Regions from separate parts of the Pan troglodytes genome. Here region 1 is linked to region 2. The links are chromatin contacts, called in public Hi-C maps. All regions are on one chromosome and are shown on one strand. The core of a region is the stretch at or near the end of the contact, and the rest is flanking DNA. Distances in the headings are between cores, read along the strand shown.

Evidence for each region. Hi-C and Micro-C count contacts between places; a contact is called where the count stands out from the background.
Region 1: a Hi-C map of stem cell-derived neural progenitor cells shows a contact between it and region 2, with 2.0 times the contacts expected there. The contact joins two enhancer-like sites. A contact is called at or near these places in 2 of 7 Hi-C or Micro-C datasets (induced pluripotent stem cells and stem cell-derived neural progenitor cells).

The regions. Positions count from the first base shown.
Region 1 is chr7:136,990,361-136,997,141 of NHGRI_mPanTro3-v2.0_pri, forward strand. No RefSeq gene overlaps it. Among named protein-coding and RNA genes, the nearest start is that of LRATD2, 130 kb to the left of the region's middle. Within about 2 kb of position 4,736, at least 4 of the 24 cell types and tissues checked have an H3K27ac peak or open chromatin away from gene starts, as enhancers often do. A contact at or near this core is called in stem cell-derived neural progenitor cells, where this site is marked.
Region 2 is chr7:136,875,610-136,883,216 of NHGRI_mPanTro3-v2.0_pri, forward strand. No RefSeq gene overlaps it. Among named protein-coding and RNA genes, the nearest start is that of LRATD2, 21 kb to the left of the region's middle. Within about 2 kb of position 6,077, at least 6 of the 24 cell types and tissues checked have an H3K27ac peak or open chromatin away from gene starts, as enhancers often do. A contact at or near this core is called in stem cell-derived neural progenitor cells, where this site is marked.

The DNA of each region.
Region 1 (6,781 bases), core at 3,486-5,985, 110 kb after region 2:
CGGAGCTTGCAGTGAGCGGAGATGGCGCCACTGCAATCCAGCCTGGGCGACAGAGTGAGACCTCATCTCAAAAAAAAAAAAAAGCAATGATTTTGTTTTTTCCTTTCTGATCTTTATTCTTTTCTATTTTTTTGTCTTATTGTTCTGGCTAGAATATTCATTACAGGGTTTAATGGAAATCACAGAAGATATTCCTGACATATTCCTAATGTTTTATTATAAAGTATGATGTTTCTGTAGGTTTATGGTGGATATTCTTTATTAGAACTTTATTTTCCTTCATAACACTTTATAAAATTTGACTATGTAATTATTTTTGACTATATAATAATTAAAACATAATATTTGCAGATTACTTTTGTAAGTACTTGTTTAATGATCACTTCTGTCTAATTTTGTTGCTGGAACATAAATAGGTTTAAGGAACTATTTAATAAAGAAATGAGTGCACCCTTAACTTGATCACCTTACACCTCTAATGAAGTTCTGGTAAAGTTATTTCCCCAGTCTTATCCCCTGCCTTACGCTGTGATGTTAAATTCATAGTTGAAAGAGGCCTTGGACATTATTTATTCTAAACCACTCATGTTTCAGATTGGAAGTCTGCAAATCAGAGAAGTTAAGTGACTTCCCTGAAGTTACTCAGACTGAGGTCTCAAGAAGGCTTTTATGGTCCTTCTTGAGATGACCCCTATCTACTTAAACAACTTCATGTTTCAGATACTCTTATCTTACGTTTCTATGCGTGACTTCAGTATGTCATGCTCTCTCTTTCCTGAATCTTCATACTTGTTTTTCCTTTTTCTGGAACAATCTCCTCATACCCACCCACCTTCCCTCACCTACTTCCTTCTGATCTCAGGTCTTAGTAAAAATATCACTTGCTCCAGAAAGTCTCCCATGACATGCTCACACTTGGAGTATCTATAAAACCTATACTTCTCCCATCATAGCATTTATTTCCTTTTAAGCTATCACTTTCAAAATTATCTACTGACTTACTGGACTTAAGAATTCTGTGCAGAAAGTCACCGCACCAATCTTGCTCACACTTTTATTCCCAGTACCTAGCCCAGTTTTCAGTGCTTAATAGGCCAGCAATGAATGCACTTTCAGTGAATTTATATATTTTCCTTTATAAGAATAAAAGGTCTCTGCTTTTATTAGACTGATAAATATTCAAAACTCTGGTTGGAGATAAAGGCAGCCCTTGCTTGATATGGTAAATGTGTATCTGAAGAAGTAAATTGAATTACTTTTAAATGTTCTAAAAGAGATTGCTATTTAAAGGGTTTATTTAGTGGATCTTTTCATGAAGCAAAAAATGTAATTTTAAAAGTAAGCATTGCTTACCCTTTTAGCCTCTAAGACTATTGGAGCTTGTAGAGCCTCGGGGCGTTGACGGCATCTGCCTATGGCTGAGGGGGATGGAAGTAGCAGTTCTTGCTGGATGTGGGAGAAGATGAAACAAAATGTTTGAACATTAACCTCACTGGCATATTTTTGCAAAACATTTATGAGACAGATTTTTGACCTCTCGATAGAAATCAAGGATGCCAATCCCATTTACAGATGAGGGAACTGGGAGATCTTGCCCTTTTGCTTTGAAGAAATCTAGTATGGATAGGTAGTCCCCAAATCACCACATCACAGAATATCAGGATTGGAAGACATTTCTGAGATCAACTGGTCCAATCCCCATGGTAGAAATTTCCTCTCCTCTCCCCTCTCCTCCCCTCCCCTCGTCTCCTCTCCTCTCCTCTCCTCTCCTTTTCTTTCCTTCTTTACCTTTATTTTCTTCCTCCTTCCCTTTCTTCCTCCCTCCTTCCCTCTCTCTTGGTTAGGCTGAGTAGGTTTATTTTCTTTACAGTTATAGCGGCCTTTTCAAGTCCACATGTCACACACTTCCATGCACCATTTCTTTTCATATGTCAGTTCCTTCAACACTTCTGCCTTTCTTCCTCTATTACCTGGGAAGCCCATATTCACCCTTCAGAAATCTGCTCACATTAGTATTACAAAACTTTCCTCAGCATCGGCAGGCAGGGTAAGTCATTCTTTCTTCTTGTTTCTATCACAGGGGCATCCTGCATTGTGGTTTCTATAACTCCCAGACCCGGGCCCCTTCACTTCTCTTCATGTTCCACTGCTAATTGGCAGATCTTCCTAGTCCTTTTCTCACATATTCTTCAGAGAGGGACTCTGGTTGATGACTGTGGATTGACCCTCAGTGCTCAGATTTCACCTTGAGTTGATGTGCTGTCCCCTGTCCTCAGGAAGCTCTTCTATTCTTGTGCATCTTAATATAACTGTGCCTAACACTAGAATGAGTGTACCTCAAGTGCTTGCAACATACAATGAATGAATGATGGTCCCTGTGGGGAAATAAAAAAAACCTCGAAATTATGATTTTCTTTAAATTTAAAGTTTTGTTTGTGGAAAAGTCTTTGTATACATTAGTTAGAAATTAACACAAGTAATAAAGAAAAGTTATGATAGATGATACTCATACAAATAAAATATTGCCATCCTTACGAAACTAAAAACTAAAAAAAAATGCAATAAAATAAAGTTCTACAATTATTTGTACTCATTATCAGTGAAACCAATTGTAGTAGAAGAAATCTATGACTCTAACAATTTTTCTGGGATCTCTTTTTTATTCAACTTGATAAATTGTTTTGTCCCCAACTACAACTATGTGGTTATAGTGGCAACTTCTGGTCTGAGGACTTCAGCTGGTTGATGGGGGTGGAAAATGTATCATAAGTTAAACCCAATCAAATTTTGTATTTTGACTTTTGTGGGGAGAGTCTGTGTGAGGGGTTGGGACACAGTCCTTTTTGGGTAAAGTTAAAAGAGATGAGTTCTGTGAGTCTCTAGCCACCATATTTTGTCCATGTTTGCCCTCTGCCAAAAAGGATCAAGTGTACCTGAGAGACAAAAGATGACCCAACCCCGAGAGAAAGAAGCAGAGATGAGATGTGGAGGTTTCCTGGAATGTTTGAGTGCTTCCAATTGTTTCTGAGACTACCTGCAGCTCAGCCCTTTATGCATTTAAATGAAGTTTCCAATCATTTACTTTTGTTTTAAAGCTAAACCCAACTCAAGTTGAGTTTTTGTCACTTGCTACCAATTGTCTTTATACAGTATAGTTTCACAGATGCCAATAATACTGCTGCGTATCAAGGACAGGGTACTGGTTATGCCTGATCTCATTTCACAGCAATCTCTATCTATTTCTCACCAACTCAAGAACACATTTGAGAACACAAGATTACCACTTATTTGTATAGCAGTTGTATTCGTCTGTTTTCACGCTGCTGATAGAGCATGAAAATTTGCAAAGGAAAGAGGTTTACTGGACCTACGGTTCCACATGGCTGGGAGGCCTCACAATCATGGTGGAAAGCAAGGAGGAGCAAGTCACATCTTACATGGATGTCAGCAGGCAAAGGGCTTGCACAGGGCAACTTTTTTTTTTTTTTTTTTTGACAGAGTTTCGCTCTGTCGCCTTGGCTGGAGTGCAGTGGCACGATCTCAGCTCACTGCAACCTCCACCTCCCTGGTTCAAGTGATTCTTCTGCCTCAGCCTCACGAGTAGCTGGGACTACAGGCGAATACCACCATGCCTGGCTAATTTTTGTATTTTTAGTAGAGACAGGGTTTCCCCATACTGGCCAGGCTGGTCTCGAACTCCTGACCTCATGATCTGCCTGCCTCAGCCTCCCAAAGTGCTGAGATTACAGGTGTGAGCCACTGCGCCCGGCCTGCACAGGGAATCTTTTCAAACCATTTTAAAAACCATCAGATCTTGTGAGACACATTCACTATCACAAGAACAGCACAGGAAAGACCCACCCCCACAATTCAGTCATCTTCCACTGGGTCCCTCCCACAACATGTGGGAATTATGGGAGCTACAGGATGAGATTTGGGTGGGGACACAGAGCAAAGGCATATCAGCAATTTTAGATACATATTAAAATTGAGTGGGAGGTATAGAGATTTCCCATGTATACCCTGTCCTCCACAGATGCATAGCCTTGCTCATTCTCAACATCCCCCACCAAAGTAGTATGTTTATTGCAATGACAAACCTGCATTGACACATCATCATCACCCAGAGTCCACAGTTTACATCAGTTTCACTCTTAACATTGTACATTGTATGAATTTGGAAGAATGTGTAATGACATGTGTCCATCATTTTAATACCATACAGAGTAGTTTCACCGCCCTAGAAATTCCCTGTTCCCTACCTATTCATGTCTCCTTCTCCCCTAACCCCTGGCAACCCTTGTTCACTTTACTATCTTCATAGTTTCGCCTTTTCCAGAATGTCATAGAGTTAAAATCATATAGTATGTAGCCTTTTCAGATTGGCTTCTTTCACTTAGAAAAATGCATTTACATTTCCTCCATCTCTTTTTATGGCTTGATAGCTCATTGTTTTTTTCAGTACTGAATAATATTCCACTGGCTAGATGGACTAGTTTATTAATCCATTCGCCTACTGACATATTACTTTTTAAACATCCATGATTGATCATGATAAGCCATTATGCTGTGTCAATAATGGTTTAGATCTTGTAATTTACTATATGCGATAACCTGGGCTAAATCACTTCATTTATCTTTCATGGACTGTATTTCCTCTGTAAAGTGAAGTGTGGTGATTAGATGTCCTCTGTCTCCAAGAACAAGCTTCCATGGTTATGTGAGAGAGTCTTCAAAAGTGAACAAAGGTTCTGAATCTAAACCATGGATTATCAATGGTCAGGAATGTTATCCTCCAGGGCTGAGGTTGTGGAGGATGTACAAAAAAGGAATCTGGAATATTTGACTTTTAAAGCTTTGCAAGATTCCCTCCCAATCCTCGCCCAATTTGATGTACCCAGTGCTGGATCCCAGGAGAAATTTTGAAATAAACACAATTTCTGGTTAAAAGAATAGTCCTGGAGCCAAACTGATGTGGAGGAAACAGGCTCTGTGAATCGTAAAACCAGATGGGACAGGCTTTCTGGGCTCACACTCATGCTGCTGTGGCCTCCTGGTGTATCTCCCTGCATTTGTTCTCTTCATTCCAGTTTATCCTTTGCACGGTTACCAGGGCGATGTTTCTGAAACAACAAATCCGATGGCAACATCATTTCTGCTTAAAATTCTTCAGAGATTGCTTTTTGTCTCCAGGATAAGCCCAAACCTCTTAACATGGCATTCAAAGCTGCAAGTCCCCCTCACCATTCCTGCTGCTCACCACTCCCCACCTCCTCATACCTCAGGCTTGCAGGGCATACCCAACCGTTTTCTGCTTACAAATGACTAGGCTCTTCTTCACCTCTGCACCTTTGAAAAGGCTGTTTCCTCTGCTTGAGCCACTGCTCCTCCTCACCACCCTCCTCTCCATGCCCTGCCTGGGAAGCTATTCATCTTGCATCGCTGCTACAATAGTACTTTCCCAACAGAGCAATCCCTCACCCTCTCCTCTCTCAGACATTTAGTCTCTGACTCTGGTTTCACACTTCCCCTGGTTTATAGCATTTATTTATTTGCATCTCTGTCTCCCTGCTTGTCTGTCAGCAACTGGGAGAGCCTGGTTCATAGTAGGTAGTCAGAAATGCTTATTGATCGCATCAGCAGAGGTAAATAGATGCATCTGAGCTACAGAATGAACCTAATTGTCTTCTTATTTATGCAAAGAGGAGCAGATTAAAAATTAACAAACATATCCATTCCCCAAGAAAATCTCATAAAGAAGCATCAAAAAATGCCAAGCGTTTGGCCTTGGGGGTCATAAACCAGGCCCAGAATATATGTTTGTTTTGTTTTGTTTTGCTTTCTCCAAACTGCTGGGGCCAATGACTTGTTGAAGCTGAACTATTTGGCTGAATTAGTAATGACTGTGCTTCACCTGGTGAAAATCAAAAGGCTGCAAATAAGTGCTGTGTCGTGAGTGTTAGCAGTGCTTTCTTACAAGCAGGATTTATGAAAATCTTAAAGGACTGAGGAAGAGCCACACTTATAGTGTGCGTGATATTCAGGTAATATTTTCAGAAGGGTTAGAGCACTTCTATCAGTCATTCTGACGCCGGATTTGATGGCCTGCGCCCTCTTCTTGCTACCTTCTTGTGTGATACACAGATAAGATATGGATTGGAAAAGAATAAGAAGATGTTCCATGGCTCTGAAAAGAGGACCATGTATCTGACCTAAATTAGTCAAATCACTTCACTGCACTTTCCTCCTGACACCCTGGGTTGGGCTGGGTTTCCTCAGCTCTGCTCTCACAGAATTACACATCTCTCCATTTTAGCGGTATGCTCAGTTTGTCATGGACATTTGCTTATTGTTTTGCTTAGTGCAAGCATTTGCTTATTGTTTTGCTATTCCAGCAGACAGGAAGAAACATGTGGACAAGGACTACATTCTTAGTACCTAGCACAGGGTCTGGCGCATGGTCAGCATGTCTTGCTGAATGAAGTGATGGATAAAAGACCCTGTTCAGATAGCATGTCTATGTAGAAGTGTGTGTAGGTATATGAGGCGGGAGCAGGGGAAACAGGAGCTGGAGGACATGTAATTGATGTGTGCCTGTGAATGAACATATATCTGCTTCATTTTGGTCTTGTATTGCAAGTCAACAATCTTCTGCATCCCAGCTTTGCCAGGTAATAAAAGCAAGCTGAAAATGCTTGCGGATATTCCTGGCAAATATTTCTCAAACTGCCCTTTCTGGAAGAAGAACTTGCCAAGATTTACTTTCCGTAGTCTATGTTAT
Region 2 (7,607 bases), core at 4,827-7,326:
ATGTTTTGTTAGAGCAACTGGAATGGACTAAGACAAAGCCTCAGTTGTTGTTGTAACTGTTTTCTAGATTTAACAGGCACAAGGGAAGCAAATGGGGAGCCAGTCGGCAGTGCAAGGGACTTCCGGAGGCCTAGGGACTAGGATTCTTTTTTTTTTTGAGACGGAGTTTCACTCTTGTTGCCCAGGCTAGAATGCAATGGCGCCATCTCGGCTCACCGCAACCTCCACCTCCCAGGTTCAAGCAGTTCAAGCAATTCTCCTGCCTCAGCCTCCTGAGTAGCTGGGATTACAGGCATGTGCCACTATGCCCGGCTAATTTTGTATTTTTAGTAGAGATGGGGTTTCTCCATGTTAGTCAGTCTGGTCTTGAACTCCCGACCTCAGGTGATCCCCCACCTCGGCCTCCCAAAGTGCTGGGATTACAGGCGTGAGCCACCATGCCCCACCCCATCTAGGATTCTTGAATGGCCAGGCCAGTGGGATAGAGAACACATTGATCCCCAAAGATGGGTGTGGCCAATTTGTGTTCACAGTAAGGCAGACACGTGCGTGTATGACTTGCACGCACGCACAGAGATGCAGAGACCATAATCAAGGGAGCATTTGTGTGTAGCCAGAGGCACAGGACAAGATCCTTTTATTTTGCAGATAATGTCATTAGAACGCTCGGGTTTCCCCACTGTAGGACTTCGCAGATTATTAAGGTCTCTTTTTAGTCAGCCTCCCTCTGTCCCGTTGCTTTCCATATTCTTGGTGCAGATAGCATAGATAATAATATATTAATTACATTTTGTGGAAAACAGTGAGAGAAATATATCCTGTATACTATATATATTTGTATATGTATTTATGCTTTTTTCCTCTTGATTTTTCTGCGTACTCTATGGTCTATTTCTAGAAGTTTATCCAAAAAGCTGATAAGCATGGTTGCCTCTGGGTAGGGATTTAAGTTTCAGAGGTAGGAAAGAGAATAACTTTGCATGACATCCTCTTGTATAGTATTTGAATCTTTTAATCATAGGTATGGATTCCTTATTCAAAATGATAAACTAAAAAAATAGCAAACCATGTCAAGTGTCTGTCTTATAGTTGGATGTTTCTAAATTGCGTCCTTTCCACAAATAATTGTTTCTGAATGTGATTAACTCTGAATGTATTTATGATATGGTTAAAGGCTGTTTTCTCACTTAATGAAAAGAAGTGGACTGACAGAAGACCTTTGGAGGTAAAGAGGATAGAGGTGCTCAAGAGGTGGGCAGTTCCTCTAATACAAGCCAAAAAAGGGCCATACCAACTACTGGGGAGTGATGACTGCCAATAATTTCAGCAAATCAGCTATGAAGCTATGAAAGCTGTGCTCTTCATGTTGACACTTGGCTGAAGTTGCAGTATCTAAGAGTATTGAGAGATTTGAATTGGACTTAGGAAACCGATTTTTTATTTATTATTATTATTTATTTATTTTTGAGACATAGTGTTGCTGTTGTCACCCAGGCTGGGTTGCAATGGCACGATCTGGACTCACTGCAACTTCTACCTCCCGGGTTCAAGCGATTCTCCTGCCTCAGCCTCCCAAGTAGCTGGGATTACAGGTGCACACCACCACCCCTGGCTAATTGTTGGTATTTTTAGTAGACATGGGGTTTACCATGTTGGCCAGGCTGGTCTCAAACTCCTGACCTCAGGTGATCCACCGGCCTCGGCCTCCCAAATTGCTGATATTACAGGCCTGAGCTACTGCACCCGGCCTGATTTTTTATTTTTGGAAATGAAATGGCTGCATACTTTAGGATGTTTGTTACTGGGATGACCTGTGGCCACAGATCTACTAAGCTGACTTTATGTAGAGAACCAGCTGACTTTCTTTACTACCCGCACTGGGACGGGCATGGATGGCATGTTGCCAGTCTCATCTCATTTAATCCTTAAAAAATCTTATCAAGCAATATCCCTTTTTACCCATGAAGAAATTAAAACCTCAAGGTGTTAGAGGTTGATCAACTAGCCCAAGATCGCACAGCTAATAAGGCAGAGTCACTGTATAACATCAGGTTCTCTTTGGCTCCAAATGCTCAGCCCTACCCATGATCCAGCACTGCCTTAGAAGAGTAAGAACTAGGGCTTAACTGTCCATCAAAAATTGGCAAATAATTTTCTTAAGATAGTGGCTCTCAAACAGTGGCTGCATCAGAATCACCTGCAGGGCTTATAAAACACACATTGCTAACCCCGCTTGTAGAGTTTCTGATTTAACAGATTTGGAGTGGGGCCTGAGAATTTGCATTTCTAACAAGTTCTCAGGTGATGCCCTTGCTTCTAGTCAGGGGACTACACTTTGAGAACCACTATGTGTTAGTCAATTTTCACCCTGCTCTAAAGAACTGCCCAAGACTGGATAATTTATAAAGGAAAGTGGTTTAATTGACTTACAGTTCCCCATGGCTAGGGAGGCCTCAGGAAGCTTATAATCATGGTGGAAGGCAAAGGGGAAGCAGGCACCTTCTTCACAAGACAGAATGAGAGAGACAGAGAGCAGAGAAAACTGCCACTTACAAAATCATCAGATCTTGTGAGAACTTCCTCGCTATCCTGGGAACAGCCTGGGGGAAACCATCCCCATGATCCAGTCACCAACCACCAGGTCCCTCCCTTGACACATAGGGATTACAATTTGAGATGAGATTTGGGTAGGGACACAGAGCCAAACCATATCACACTATCCTAAAGAGATTAGAGTGGGGGCTCACAAAGCTTGTTTGGTAATTTCAGGGCCAAATGTGATAGGAACACAGCAATTTAATGCTGTTTATGGTGTTTGTCATTATTTCTCTCATGCTCTTGCTTGAGTTTTATTTTATTTTCATTTTTATTTTTTTGGAGATGGAGACTTGCTCAGTCACCCAGACTGGAGTGCAGTGGTGCAATTATGGCTCACTGCAACCTCTGCCTCCTAGGTTCAAGCAGTCCTCCTGCCTCAGCCTCCCAAATACCTGGGACTACAGACAAGCGCTACCACGCTTGGCTAGTTTTTGTATTTTTAGTAGACATGGGGTTTCACCACATAGGCCAGGCTGGTCTTGAACTCCTGACCTTGTGATTTGCCCGCCTCAGCCTCCCAAAGTGCTGGTATTACAGGTATGAGCCACCTTGCCTGGCCTTGCTTGAGTTTTAATAACTTTTAAAAAGTATCCACGTATCTCACTTATTTTAAAGTGAAAGAGGGAAATAAGTTTATGTCTGTGCATGGGCTGGAAAGAACGGGGGATTGGTGTACTTTACAGTATGGCATGCAGTGGTGATCACAGAATTCTCCAATGGGAAGACCAAATCATTAGTCACAAGTCTTCTAGTCACAGGGACAGAAATCTATCTCAAGTCATTTCTTTTCAGATTGTATTTGGCTGTATGCAACAGGCTCCCTCCGCCCCCGCCCAACACACACACACACACACACACACACACACACACACACACACACTTTTTTTTATGAGACAGGGTCTGGAGTGCAGTGGTGCGATCTCAGCTCACTGCAACCTCTGCCTCCTGGGCTCAAGCGATCCTCCCCTCAGCTTCCAGAGTAGCTGGGACTACAGGCATGTGTCACCATGCCCAGCTAATTTTTTGTATTTTTTTTGGAGAGATAGGGTTTCATCATGTTGTCCAGGCTGGTCTCGAACTCCTGGGCTCAAGCAATTCTCCAGCCTTGGTCTCCCAAAGTGCTGGTATTACAGGCGTAAGCCAATGTGCCCCGCCAGAAACCCACATTAAAGAGGTGTCTTGGAACCAAGTTTCTGTAGTTCTTGTACATTTCTGGAGTAAGATGGTCACTGTATTATTTTGTTGAGCTGTATTGCTTTTGCAGCTCAACAATATCAGGTCTGGCATCTCTGTAATTCTTTAAAAACTTTCTCTTTTACTCCCATTCTGAAAACAGCTGCTGTGGCTCCAGTCATCACATCTGTGTTCTAGTAAAGAAGGCAGAAAGTGAAAAGAGTGTGCTCCATTTTATCAATTGTTCATAACCTCTTTGTAGCTTTAACTGTGTCATATAACCATATCTAGCAGCAAGGAAAACGGACAGGGTAAGTATTTACTTGTGTAAATTGCCTCCCTATACCAAATTAGGATTTTTGTTGTCAAGGGAGAAATGATTGGATATGAGGAATGCCCTTATGATCTTGCTTCAGCAGCATGGGCAAATGCCTTCACAAAAAAGACAAGAATGGATGGCTTTAAGAAAGTGATTTGAGTTAGCTTTTCCTGCATAACAAGCCATTCCAAATGTGGTGACTTTTTACACTTCAAGTTTAAACAAACATCAATTTGTTTATGAAAGTGTGGATTGGCAGCTTGGACTGGACTCATCTGGGAGACTTATTTCTGCTCCCTTCAGGGTCAACTGGGCTTTGTGTTATATCTGTGACTTCAGCCAGATGGTGGGGATAGGTGGAGTGGTTAGAATATCTGGGCCTTTCTTTCTGCATGGTTTCTTCTCCTATAGTCACCTTCTTCACATGATGGCAGAAAGGTCTCCTATTATTGAGTGACGAATGACTCCAAAACTTGATGGATAAGCTGCCACCATTTTATTTGCTCATAACTCTGTGGGTCATTTCGGGTGAAGCTCAGTTTGATGGTTCTTCTTCTGGGCTCTCCTGGTGTCTTCCATGTGGCTTAACTGAGGCTGAATGGTCTATGATGCTCTTACTGGCCATGGTCCATTGACGTCTGGCAGTTGGTGCTGGGTATTGGCTGGGCCACCTGTTCCAGTAGGCTAGCCTGGGCTTCTTCACGTGGTGAAGAGGTTCGAACAGCAGCAAGAGAAAAGGTAAGTTTCAATGCCTAAGTGCTTTTCAAGCCTCTACTTGCATCATATTTGCTGATGTCCCACTGGCCCAAGCAAGCCACGTGGCCAAGCCCAGAATCGATGTGGGAGGGAACTATGCAAGGGGGCATTTACAAGGAGACCTACTTTCTCGGGGACCATTATTCTACCAAACCACCACATAAGCCTCAAACCAATGACTTGAATGTCTACAGGGATCTCCTTATCTTGTCATTGCTTTTCTCTGCAAGTCCTCTTCATTCCTTTAGATACACCCCTTTCCCCAGGGTAGGAACCACAGCTGCCCTTTGCCCTAGAAATCACTTTCTCAGCTTCCAACTCAGGTGCTGGGAAGCACACTGACTAGCCTGACATGGTCTGACGCCTGTCCTGAGGCTAAGTAATCGGGATACTATTATCACCAATTTCCACTGTAACTACACGTTTGGATGGGGTTGTAGAAGGAACAGTTTTGGAGCCACCATCCTAAAAATGAGGTGGTGCCCTGGAATAACAAAGACATACTGGCCAGACAAGACCGACAGATGGAGTTAGGGACCATTTGAACAGGAAACGTCACAGACTGTATTTCTGGAGGTTTTTGTTTTGTTAGTTGGTTGAAAGGATCTGGTTTTAAAAAGAATTGAAGCTAGTTTAAATTCAGTTTCTATCATTTTCCAAAACGTTACCTTATTAAACAAAGCTACACATTTGAGTTATTTATTTATTTGTTTTGGAAAAAGATGCAGACTAGCATCTGATGCTGGCCCCAACGGGAAACCTAGCTGGGTGTTCTTTGTGGCCAAATATACAATAGTGTTTGCGTTCTTGTCTCATTCTCCCTTTCCTGAAACTGTGCTGGGAAGACAGAACGGAAAAAGGCATTAATTGGCATTAATTGGCACATCCATCAAGGCCTGAACTGGCACATCAGTCACATCAGGGAGGGTTTGTTTCTTCCTCCAATCCTGTTAGAAGTTTAAGAGCATGCGAAGGATGTTCCACCTCGTGCTCTGTGGATATGTGGGATTTGTGGCAAGCAGAAATGTCTGGGATGGCCTCAGCCACAGGGCCTCTGATAGAGGCCTTTCTGCTGCATCTCATTGAGGTTCCCCATCAATCACCGGCAGTGTCAGGGCCCACCCTTGCCTTAATTTAACTGGGACGAAGGAAAGTAAAGAGAGAGTGCCTGAGAGTGAAGGAATGCTGGCCTTGGGGTATGCGATCCAATTCCATAAATAGCAGAGATTCCTGAAAGGCTTTGAGGCAAGCTCTGAGAGGTAGCCATAGCGATGCGGTACCTCTTGGCTCCCTGCTGCCAGAGAGAGGCTGCTTGCTGTCTCTTCCCAGGGGCCTGTGCTGGCATGCCTGGGCTTATTTCAGAAACTCTCCTAGACACAGCGACTGCTCAGAAGCATACCCTTAATTGGTGGAGCCGGCTCTTCTCTGACTTGGTGCCCTGCAGCATTTCACTGGCACCCTTCTGCCCAGCAAACACTTGCCAGTAATTGTGGGGCCGCCACTGTTAGTTAACAGGCTGTGGTTTGCCTTCAAGGGGTTAGTGAGTTCTTCTTGGGTTCTTTGGTGACAATTAGGGTGTGTTTATCAGCAGGATGCCTGAGGGGTCTTCTGTGACTTTGGAAGATTAAGGCAATCTGACTTCACCTATTCCCAATTCAGAATTCTGGCTTCCTCCTCCCTGCACAACTGGGGCTTGCATCCCCACTGGTCCTCAATGGTATCTTGGGGACCTGGGAAGAGGAAAGTGGGATCTGAGATGTGTCTGTGGGTGCAAAAGTGGGTGGATTAGGACAGCACTCCTACTTCAACTGGCATCCCTGTGTTGTTGGTTTTTTTTTTTTCTGAGACGGAGTCTTACTTTGTCGCCCAGGCTGGAGTGCAGTGGCACTACCTTGGCTCACTGCAACCTCTGCCTCCAGGTTCAAGTGATTCTTGTGCCTCAGCCCCCCAGGTAGCTGGGACTACAGGCATACACTACCACATCCAGCTAATTTTTGTATTTTCAGTAAAGATGGGGTTTTGCCACGTTGGCCTTTGCTAGTCTTGAACTTCCGGCCTCAGGTGATCCCCCTGCCTCGGCTTCCCAAAGTGCTGGGATTACAGGCGTGAGCCACCATGCCCAGCCTGGCATCCCTCTGAGAGACAGGACTAGCTGGATTTCCTAGGCCCTAAGCCTAGCTGGGCAGGTGACTGCATCCGTCTTTATACACGGGGCTTGCAACTTAGCTCACACCTGACTAATCAGCTAGTAAAGAGAGCTCACTAAAATGCTAATTAGGCAAAAATGGGAGGTAAAGAAATAGCCAATCATCTATTGCCTGAGAGCACAGCGGGCGGGACAATGATCAGGATATAAACCCAGGCATTCGAGCCAGCAGCAGCTACCCTCTTTGGGTCCCCTCCCTTTGTATGGGAGCTCTGTCTTCACTCTATTAAATCTTGCAACTGCACACTCTTCTGGTCTGGGTTTGTTATGGCTTGAGCTGAGCTTTTGCTATCTGTCCACCACTGCTGTTTGCCACCATCATAGACCTGCTGCTGACTTCCACCCCTCCGGATCTGGCAGGGTGTCCGCTGTGTTTCTGATCCAGCGAGGTGCCCATTGCCGCTCCCGTTTGGGCTAAAGGCTAGCCATTGTTCCTGCATGGCTAAGTGCCCGGGTTTGTCCTAATTGAGCTGAACACTAGTCACTGGATTCCACGGTTCTCTTCCGTGACCCATGGCTTCTAATAGAGCTATAACACTCACCACATGGCCCAAG